2 separate regions of the Zea mays genome follow, and region 2 is linked to region 1. A link is a contact called in public Hi-C data. All regions are on one chromosome and are shown on one strand. Each heading gives the region's core, a stretch centred on a gene start, on an enhancer-like site or on the middle of the called end of the contact. The rest is flanking DNA. Distances are from core to core; before and after follow the strand shown. Region 1 holds the start of LOC100272720 (Monothiol glutaredoxin-S17). Region 2 holds the start of LOC100193515.

The links. Hi-C and Micro-C count contacts between places; a contact is called where the count stands out from the background.
Region 2: a contact with region 1 is called in a Hi-C map of leaf, with 5 times the contacts expected there. The contact joins the promoter of LOC100193515 here to the promoter of LOC100272720 in region 1. A contact is called at or near these places in 3 of 25 Hi-C or Micro-C datasets (ear, leaf and tassel).

What each region holds. Positions count from the first base shown.
Region 1 is chr5:25,415,975-25,421,588 of Zm-B73-REFERENCE-NAM-5.0, reverse strand. LOC100272720 (Monothiol glutaredoxin-S17) reads left to right here and starts at 1,994. Exons shown (of 3, transcript NM_001147173.1): 1 at 1,994-2,376; 2 at 3,402-3,476. The coding sequence starts at 2,200.
Region 2 is chr5:25,637,288-25,642,692 of Zm-B73-REFERENCE-NAM-5.0, reverse strand. LOC100193515 reads left to right here and starts at 1,295. Exons shown (of 6, transcript NM_001367031.1): 1 at 1,295-1,557; 2 at 1,655-1,846; 3 at 2,464-2,870; 4 at 3,091-3,192; 5 at 3,285-3,623; 6 at 4,388-4,662. The coding sequence starts at 1,482. The coding sequence ends at 3,512. LOC100191427 reads left to right here. Exons shown (of 14, transcript NM_001365488.1): 13 at 19-100; 14 at 394-929. The coding sequence ends at 477.

The DNA.
Region 1 (5,614 bases), core at 745-3,244:
TACATATTCATATATATGTAATAAAGTGTCTTAGTAATTATCTGCAGACACTGTTTCAAATAGAACGTGCCAAGTGCTCCCAATGCAAGCTCGATTGTTGCAAGCTTGTCGAACACATTAAACTCTTACCTTTGAAAAAGCGTGTGCTGCACATTGATATCATGATTTTCCATGTTCTTTTGCAAATCTAGGGCTAACAAGGTTGTGTAGTTGAGTTTTCTTGTATAAACTGGATAGACACGTTAGGAATGAAATCAATGTTGTTTTTTGGCATATAATGTCAGCTAAATAATACATATTTTATTGCTATCTAAATCATCACAGAACTGTGAGTATGTTTTCTGATATTATGTTCTTGTACAGTTGGTAGGATAAATTCTTTATATATTTTCCAATGTTCAGTCTTACTATGTGTTTCGAATAGATATATACTAGCATACTGCTATTGCTTGCATTTCAAAGTGAACTTGTTTGAAAAACCCATAAATTGTGCCATGTTAAGATGTACTCCGCACATACCAAGTAATCAAATTAGCAATGGATTCAATAGGAACTCAATGACTCCTCGTTATCAGCTTCCAAATTTTCATGTGGTTTATCTTTTCTTTCGAATTTAAATTATCTTACGTATATTTACTGAACAAATCGGTAACATTCCCAACTGTAAACTTTTCCCTCCTGTGATGTAATACTTTCATAGGCTCCGTCTGTTGGGCTACTGCCGTCCACCGCCAGTATAACTGGAACCTGTGATCAATATATCAGGTGCCCTTCATCCTTTTGATTTCAAAAAAAAATGATAACCTGGTAATCCCTACTAATAACGTTGAAGGGGTGCATCCATAGGGACAAGGCTATGCCCCCGCCGCTCCTCCTCCTATGATGACCCCTGAACCCGCTGATGTCGCCATCAAGGCGCAATGTCGATGCTCCCAGCCAAGATAAGTTGTTCGCTTTGGATTAAAGTCATATGTTCGGACTGTTGCAGTTGCATCCATAGAGACAAAACATGGTACAAGCAGTAGAAGCTGGTACGGATTAAAGCCTCTCCCTCCCTTCCCCCTGCCGTAGCGCGGAGCTCCGCCGGGCACCGGCCCCGACGCGGTTCTGCCAGCCACTGCGCCGTCCCTCCGCCGGCTCCCACGCGCACCTTCTTGACCGCACACCATCGTCGCCAAGGCCGCCACCCCCGTGACCGTGTGCCGCCACTCCACCGTCGTCCCCAAGACCTTGCTCCCTCCCCGAGACTACCCTGCCCTTCTCCTCGAGCGCCTCATAGACGGGCGACCTCTCGTGCGTCACATGCCTGAGTTTCTCTTCGACGTCATCCCGGACGACTCGTGGATGTCGTCTTCCATCTCATAACAGTATAACATACATTTGCATATATAAGTTATCGATGTATTATATGTTCCCGTTGCAACGCACGGGCACTGACCTAGTAAGTTATCATGATATTATATGTTCCCGTTGCAACGCACGGGTACTCACCTAGTGAATATATACAATTACAAATGAGGATCATTAGTTCTACTATTAAATAATTCTATCTCACTTTCTTGTGACGTGGCAGCTATTGTTGAATACTGCTATATAATTTGAGACTAAAATTCTCAAGAGTCTGAATTCTCTAACGCTTATGCATCGTCTGAATTCTCAATGTATATTCAGGTGAAGTTTGAACCAGTACTATGGGATGTACATTAGTTTTATTTTTTTTCGGAAGCACCCCACCCCCGTTTCCCCCAAAAAAAACGCCCGGCACAGCGGGCCACAACCATGCAACAAAGGGCGGTTGGACCCGCGCAGCCTAGCAAGAAACCGGCCCAGCTTTCCACGCCGATACCGCGGTCCACCTAGCCTCGGTCCGCCGGCCCGTCGCTTTCCCACGTGCCCGCTTCTGGAATGTTCAGTCGCCGTCGCGGCGCCGCGCGGGAGCCCCCAGAAAAGCCGAGGAGGAGGCAGCGTACACCTTCTGCCTCGCTGCGCCGGCCTCCCAATCGATCGAGGCGGCGCAGAGCAGAGGAAAACCCCGAGCCGCAACCCTCCTCACCGCACAGCAACTCGAGTACTCGTTCTCTTCCGCATCCTCCTCCTCGTCAACTCCAGTCGTCTTCAGCCCTTCACCACAATCAGGCCCACCTCCCACCACCACATTTCTTCTCATCCAACCGCCCCGTAGGATCACAGAGAAGGGGGATGGCGAGCGGCGGGGCGGTGAGGGATGTGGGCTCGCCTGCGGAGCTGGAGGCGGCGGTGGCCGGGGCGCGGGCGGTGGCCGTGCACTTCTGGGCGTCCTGGTGCGAGGCGTCCAAGCAGATGGACGAGGTCTTCGCGCACCTCGCCGTCGACTTCCCCCACGCAGCCTTCCTGCGGGTACGTGCTTCCGCGCTCTTCCTCGATCACTGTATATTCAGTTCTGATCGGTGCGTTTTTGGAATTGGATCTGTACAGTGTCGATAAGGCGGAGGTAGTTAGGTTTCTACGGCCGCTTGTTGGGCTGCCTGCCTTGTTGTAGTGAGCACTGCGAAAGTTTTCTCCCTCTCTGCAGCGTTTCTCCTTCATCCAAAGTTTTACCGATTTAGCCAGGAGGCGGATGTGCAAAATGAGAGCTGGGTTTTGAATTGCCACTGAAATAATTCGCGAAAGAAGCGTGAAACTAAACTTTTGTGCCTAAATTATATGTCTATACCATAGTATGGAACATATTGTAACCTAGCCCCTGGCTAATGCTGAAGTTGTGGTAGTACTCAATTTTCGGGGATCAACGACCCCCCCTCCCGCCCTGAGAATCCTGTTACTCATGCACCAGATGTGGATTTTTGATTGTTCATTGGTGATGCTATTTGGTATTCCTTTGGTGTTGTAACAAGTCATATGGAAATATTGAACTCTGGCTGTATATATTTGGCACTGCCTAAACAAATGCCATGCTGAGATGAGGTAGTCACACCGTGTTCGAGGCTACACAATCTTGCGATTTGTACAAAGTTGATTTACCGAGTGAGTCCGGCCAATTGCTTGTTCGTCATTTCTCTGTTTCCACTAAGCTTAACTGAATACATCCAAGTTGAGTCTGTGATGTTTCACTCTTTCCATTAAGCTATGAGCTAAGTTATAAGAGACATAAACACAAGCATAATTATGCCCTTTTTTTCTTCATTGGTCTTGTCATTAAATCACTGAATAATCGAACTAACCTTGTAACCATTTATACCCATCATGCTCAGGGGTTAGTTTTTTTCCCTCATTTATGCCCATTATGCTCAGGGGTTAGGTCTGTGTCCTTTGTATCAGTAATTATTGTTTATTTGCTGTCAACAAGATAGAGTGATGCTACATTGTTTGCTTATTTGTTTGTTGTGCTGACTTGCACTGATGACTTCTGTAATTCTGTTCAGGTTGAAGCTGAAGAACAACCTGAAATATCAGAGGCATATGGAGTTACAGCGGTTCCATATTTTGTTTTCTGCAAGGTATTTGCAATTACCGAAGTGTCAATTAAGATTTTATTCCCCTTTTTATGAACAAAACTTCTGATAGAATCATGGTATTTGTCATCTTCGTGGAAGTTAAATAACCACATATATTTCTTATTGCCGATCTAATATCATGAGTACAATGTTTAATAAAATGAGATTTGCTCTTCTATTATGACAAGTGGTTAACATGATTTGGATCCATGCCTTCATTTTTCTCATTATACTCTGTCAAAACCAGTGATTATGTAATTGGTACTATACAGAGTTTTTAAGGCTATGCCTAGTCGGTGCCTGGTGCAATGGTCAGAGCTGTATCACTGAGTCTCTAGGTCGCGCGGTTTTGAAGCAATCTCCCCGTATTTGCGGGGGAAGTCTTGCTTCGGTTTATCCCTTCTCCAGACCATACTCATGTGATAGCCTCTGGCACTAGGTCTGCCCTATTTTGCCTAGTTGTCGCCTAGGCGACAAGGCACTTATTTTGCCTACAAGGCAACAAGGCGCTCACAGGGAGTAAGGTGTCCCTGACACCTAGCCAAAAGTAGTGAGATATCCATGGGGACTGAAGGAAAAACAGAGGAAAATGATAGGGGAAGACCATGCAGCTGCCTCCTCACTCATCCCTATTGAATCTAGTGTCGCCTAGATCATATGCAACGAAGGCGGCGGTTGATTGAGATGTGGATCTGAGGGAACAACAGCAAGAGGTAGGGAAGGAGCTTGCACATCCCTATCAAATCTAGTGCCGCCTAAATCATCTGCAACGGAGGCGGCGGTTTATCTAGATGGGGATCTGAGGGAACATCAGCAAGAGGTAGGGAAGGAGCAGAGGGCAGGCTGCGCGTGCGCATCCATGAGCAGCGCGAGGGAGGGAGGCCGGTGCTGCATCTGCATGAGCCATATGGGAGGAGACACAGCGGCACTGCGCCTGCGGGAGATGTGGTGGACTATCTCTAGCAGCTTACCCATTCCCATATTCAAACAGTGGAATGTACAATGCAAAATGGTGCAAAACAGTGTTTTGGGTGACCATATGAGTGCAATGTACAATAGTTCACCCACATGGTCACCAAAACACCGTTTTTGCACTGTAGATTGTACTGTTTGTAGAGTGTAGTTTGAATATGGGTATGTGTATGAGTAAGCTGCTTGAGATGGTCCGGAGGAGAAGCAGAGAGCTCCTAGGCGGTGTGTGTGTGTGCCTCCGTGAGATGACATGTGTGAAGGGATAAGTACAAGAGGGCACTCGTGGGCTGCCTAGTGTTCTGGGCCAAACACTTCTCTTTACATTTGTCCTTTTTTGTTTTTTTTTCTCCCTTTTTGTCTTCTTGCCTATTCCCTGCTGCTATTTTCGTATTTCTTAGAATGGTAAGGCCTCGTCTTATGATCGTCTAGGCGAGGCGTGGCCTAGTTGACTCAAATGAGTAGCTCGCTACATCTCATGTTGCTGCCTTAAAAGTTAAAACCAGGGTACTATAGTATCACTATAAAAGAATATTTGTTTTTACGTGCAACGTGATGCATGCACATGGGATAGAATGATTAGTTATCCTGTTATTTTCTTTTCTTTCAAATGGATTCCGTGCATCAGAAAACTGTTCTTGGTCTTGTAGAAGCCATGTTAACCAGTCTCATTGAAATCAGGCACTGAAAGTCTCTAGTTTCCTTCCCTTCTCATCCAGGATTTTGAGCCTTGACCCCTGGCATGGGAGAAGAGTACCCAGCCAGCTGCACTACAATGAGTCATGGCCCTTGTTCTAAGGCCCACACAGATCTATGTCCACAATAGAGATATGTTCTTTTTATATATACTATAAATAAAATTTTGTATTTTTTTTTTGCCATTTTCACTTGAGCCCTGGTTGGCAAGTTTAGGGGGGGTGCTTAGTTGGGTGTGGGGATGACCCACCTCTTGTAAATGAACTTTCTTTAATTGAATGGCAGAGCTCCTGCCTTTTCATTTAAACACTCTGCGTACATTGAAGTTTTCAGTATAAATTTGTTTTTGCCAATTTCCTGTCCTCTACGCCAAAGAGTCCATTTGGATGCACAATAAAATTTGGTTAGGCTTAGGGGACGTTTGAATGCACTAAAACTAATAGTTAGTTGGTTAAAAATTATTAGTGGAATTAGCT
Region 2 (5,405 bases), core at 46-2,545, 220 kb before region 1:
GTATGTTTGCTGCCACAGTATGAAGGTTCGAGGAGCCATTTCCAGCTGCCTTCCGGACAACAACTTAAAAGTTCTTGTACCAGTGCTAGAGAAGTTTGTGGTATGTCCCCAAAATTTCTAGACGTTCTGTCTGAAGCAACGGTGGATAGATACATGGACTGCCACTTTTTGGGAACCAGTAATTTGTCATGTCCATAGATGCTCTCTCCCTATTCTTTGTGTAGCTTATATCCATTTATTATTCATTTTCTGGCATGTTTACTAGATATCACAAGACTGCTCTAGCTTCAAAATTTTCTTGGTTGTTTTTTTTCGCGATTTCTCTTTCTGCGACAGGCTTGAGCTAGTTTTTTTTTCGCTCATAATTTACCCAGCCGTCTCGTTCTCCTGCAGTCATTTCACCTGCAGCTCAACATGATGACAAGGGAAACACATTCAGCTGTCACCGAAGTCATTGAAAGATGCAGGCAGTCATAGAAGTTGGAAGAGGGCGCCCTGTACAGATTAACCGACCTCTCTGCAGTGCAGCCGAAGCCACACACAGGTGTTGCTCCTCACCTGGCCAGGGCGCAACGAATTGATTGATGCCAGAGGCTGGCTTGGGAGCTAACAGTGTTTCTATTCTTTCTTTTGCCCCTCCTGCTGTTCTGATCCTGTCATGTGCATCTCCTTTAGTTTCTTCTCCACACACTCCCCCCCGGAAATCATGTAGTCCATATTATGAGTGGAACAATAACAGTGTAGGCTATAGGGAATGTAGTTGTGGTGCTTCAGTTCTTCGTCTCTGTTTTACATGTTGTATTTTCGTGTCACATGGAATCAGTGACCACACATGCCTCAATCTGACAAATTAAGAGTGTATATCACATAATAGTAGTGTAATTTAACTATGTCTCTTTTTCCGTATAAAGAACCTATTAGTTGGAAGCATCTTCCGGTTGCAGAAAATGACCATGTTGTATGCAAACGGTGTAACCTGGTGTACACAATTCTTTCGTTGCTATGTACTGTTCTGAGGGAATTAGAACCCAGGTCTTCTGTTGCTTGAGCTTAAAAGGTCACTGCTGAAAGTGGTAGTACTAGTTGGCATGCACTACGGCAGCTTCGGAGTTTCAGGTGAACAAATTTACAAACATTGGCCTTCCAGGTAAGTTCCAAACCGCACACAAGGAACTTTGAAAACCTCGAAGGATTTTAGCGCATCTGGACCCACGTTCTGCCGGCCGGGTAGGCCCCACCGCCGGTCGATCGCCTCGCCATCGCACACAAGCACAACTGCACAAGCACCCAGCCACCCACCGTCACCGACCGCCGCGCCACGATTTTATCCATTCCTCACTCGTCTCTCAAACTCAAGCGAAAGCCATCACCCCGACCCCAATCCCACGTTCGCCACGTGCGCGCCACCTCCCCCACCGCGTCCGCGTCGCCGGCCATACTCCATCGCGAACGAGATCACGGGCTGGTTTCGCGGGCCGACCATGGGGACGCTCATCCGGCCGGGGCCCGCCGCGTCGCCTCTCCCCATCGCTTCCCCCTCCTCCTCATCCGCCCACGGTATCGCCGACTCGCCTCTCTGCCGGCCTGTCTCTCCGGGGGGAAGCCACGCCACGGCGCTGATCTTATCTTATGATTTATTTTGGTTGGTCCGTAGTGGCTGTCGTTGGCGGTGGCGCGAGGAGCTTGCGGCATCGGGTGTCGGTGTCGGTGGCGGTGTTCCGGTCCCCGAGTACGCAGGTTCTGGCGACGAGATGGCGCCGCCGGAGAGGTATGGTTGTGCGGTCGGATGTCGTCGCCGGTGGCGCAGCCGCCGCGGCAGCTGGGGATTCGACGCGGGCGCTCCCAGGTATCCACCTTGCTGAGTATGTTAAAATGTTTTAACCGTTTCATTTGAAGATGGCCGTGAGATGTCAGGTAAATAATCTGCCACTATGATAAAGTGAATGTGAGAGGGATCCCTTTCATAATCGCAAAAGGTTAAATGCCCTAAATTATGGGGTGCTGAAATCTGGATTATACAATCTGTGCAGATTGTAATCGCAAACAAACACCCCCCTAAATCACTGTTGCTAATGCTCCGTGGTTTAAACGATCACGGTAGATTCAAATTGCAAACAAAGAGTCGTTTGGTTCCTATCATTATAATACTATCAACTATGATCACAACCGGCCCTCCTATCTAACTGAAATTGGGACACATCTGGCAGTGTGTATCCTTTTAGACATCTTATAGCAAATAGCATGGTATAGCCGTGCTGCACCATTGTGTTTCACTGTTTCAGGCGCGTAGAAGAATCAATAGATGCAGGTGCTAGCTGTGTCTCATGTTTATTAGAAAGCATGTGCACATGTACAACAAGGTGACAAATAGCTTGTGTGGATTGAATCGTCTACAAAGAACACCACAATGTATCAAACTGTAGAATTGGATCTCCTTGTGCTAACTTGAAATTGTTTTAACAGGTCAGCAATTGGCTTCAAGAGTCAGAGGGGTTTGCTTCTATTTGGTGACTGCAGTTGCAGCAATCTTTTTGTTTGTAGCTATGGTTGTGGTTCATCCACTTGTGTTGCTATTTGACCGGTACCGTAGGAGAGCACAGCACTACATCGCAAAGATTTGGGCTACGGTGACAATCTCCATGTTCTACAATCTTGAGGTCGAAGGAATGGAGAATCTGCCTCCAAATAGCTGTCCTGGTGTCTATGTTGCTAACCATCAGAGCTTCTTGGATATTTATACCCTTCTAACTCTAGGGAGGTGCTTCAAATTTATAAGCAAGACCAGCATCTTTATGTTCCCTATTATAGGGTGGGCAATGTATCTCTTGGGTGTGATTCCTCTGCGGCGTATGGACAGCAGGAGCCAGTTGGTATGAATAAATGGATCCCTATTTAGATTATAGTTCAGATAAATTTGTGATGAAACTATATTTTTTTGGATTGTTTATATTATTTAGAGGCACATATAAGGCAGTTTTGCTTTGTAACTGAAAACTAAATAACCAAATGTATGTAATTCTATTGTCCAAATAGACACTATATTTCAATTTGCATTCCATGTTCTGCATAACATTGGTTTTGGAAATGCAGGATTGTCTCAAACGGTGTGTGGACTTGGTAGGAAAAGGAGCTTCTGTATTTTTCTTTCCGGAGGGTACTCGAAGTAGAGATGGCAAGTTAGGTGTATTTAAGGTTAGGTTTTGCCAAACTATATCCTGTTTCTCCTTTCATTACGGTTTTAACTTTTTCATGGAGCAGTGACATGCTGTCATAATTTTTCTCAGCGTGGCGCATTCAGTGTCGCCGCAAAGACAGGAGCTCCTGTGATAGCTATTACTCTTATCGGAACTGGGAAATTGATGCCTTCTGGAATGGAAGGAATTCTCAATTCAGGTTCGGTAAAGGTGATTATTCACCGACCTATTCAAGGCAATGATGCAGAAACATTATGTTCCGAAGCAAGGAATGTGATAGCAGACACTCTTCTTCTGCATGGTTATGGAGCCCATTAAAGCAAGTGGGGTGCTTTGGTCTGTTTTTTCTTCTGAACGAGTGCTTTGGTCTATTCTTTAGTGGACTTTTCAGAGCACAAGACTTGAGAGTTGAGACAAAGCTCGTTGCAGGTATTGATGCTAACTATCTACCTTGATTTTTTGGGAAGGTTGACAATTTGTGATTTCTTGGTTGCTCTTTGTTGAATACGTGTGTCTATTTTTTTTTTCTCGAAAAGGTTTGTTTTATGTACTATAATTGCACGGGACCTGATATTTGAGGCTGTTATCAAATAGAGTAGACCCTTCAAATAATGGAATTATTGATTAACAGTGGAGTTGTGCCTGCTCATTGTCCTTCCATCCCTTCCTTTGATATAGGAGTATGAATCATTCTCGAGTATGAAACATGCTAGGCTGCAACTTTAGATATCAGCAGATGCAGTGCCCCAGGCAGGTGAACAGTAGATGGTCCATATTGACAGTGTTCACAGTTATGTGGTTCGGATGTATGTTCATGCACTGGGGGCTTGTTTCTAGCACTCACACAGTTACCACAAGGCAATTATGCGTACGGTTCCTTCCATAGCTGTATTAGGGATAGTTTGGATCCATGATTCCCCATCGAGATTGGAGATTGGAGGGGAATGAGGGGTAAATTAGTTTATTTCCTCCTCAATTCTCTACAATCACTATGGAATGGGTGTATTCAAACTAGCCCATAGTGGATAAAAGATGACATGCAGCACGTCACTTGTGCTTATTCATTGTGCAATCTGTCTTCTTTATGAATATAATGGCAACTCTTCTGCTAAAGAAGTGTGCAGTCTGTACCTTTTGGTGTTCCTCATGACATATGACATGTTTTGAGTACTTTTGTCTTCTATGTGTTGCAGATGTAATCCTGTAAAGGCAAGAGGGAGGAAAATGGCGTGAATTGGCGGTTGTAACATGTGGTCTTCAATTTGTTGTAAACCCTACTTATTTTTGTTGGTTTGATAGTACAAAGAAATGTAAAAGGCAGAGGCCATCTTCATTGGATGGAAAATGAAGCTCACGTGATATTTTGCCATTTTGGCCTAGTTTGTGAACCCTATTTTCTCAGGAAAAAAAACTAAATTTTCATAGAAAAATGGAAATCGTGTATGATAAGTATGAAAATGAGGTTTTCAAACTAGGCCTTCAATGGAGTTTGCCCCGGATTTTCACATAGTAGGCACTGTGAAAAGCACCTGGTTTCAAAGCGATACGCTGGACATCAGATCCGTGGATAACATTTCTTTCACTGTGTGGATATCTAGCCGACCGGAGCCCAAAATTTTTAATTGTGTATTTTTTTTGAAAATATTTACTTAGATGTCTGTGTGTTTTAATTTCTGTTGTAGAACATGGGTTCGGTGCCGTAGGTTAGCCTCGAGCTAAGCTAACATGTCTCGGTGACTGAGATTTTTTAGATATTAGATAATAGAAATATAGTTCGACCTTGACCTCAAATCAAAAGAGGTTATGGCCGTTTACAACTCCTGGCAGCATATTGCTTTAACACATCACACGACCTCATCAAAGAACACCAGTAACGTAACCAAAGGTACTATATGGCTACAAGGCTAAACGCAAACAAGATCTCTATCCGAAATTACGAAAAATTTGTAACAACACCGTCTCCACATTATGTCAAGAGAACTTTATTAACTTTTGATCCTCACTATTAAGCTGTAGTTGTGACTAGAAGCGACACCAGTAAGTTGCTCTAAAGGTTACCTACACACATGATTTAGGTGAAGATTTATTGAAAACCACATCATTCCTACTTAACCAAATCACTTAACAAATTGCAGATGCTGCAGTTAGTAATAAATGACATGATTTAACTAGTAGAACCCTCGCCTAGTCTCCAAACATATCATTAGTATC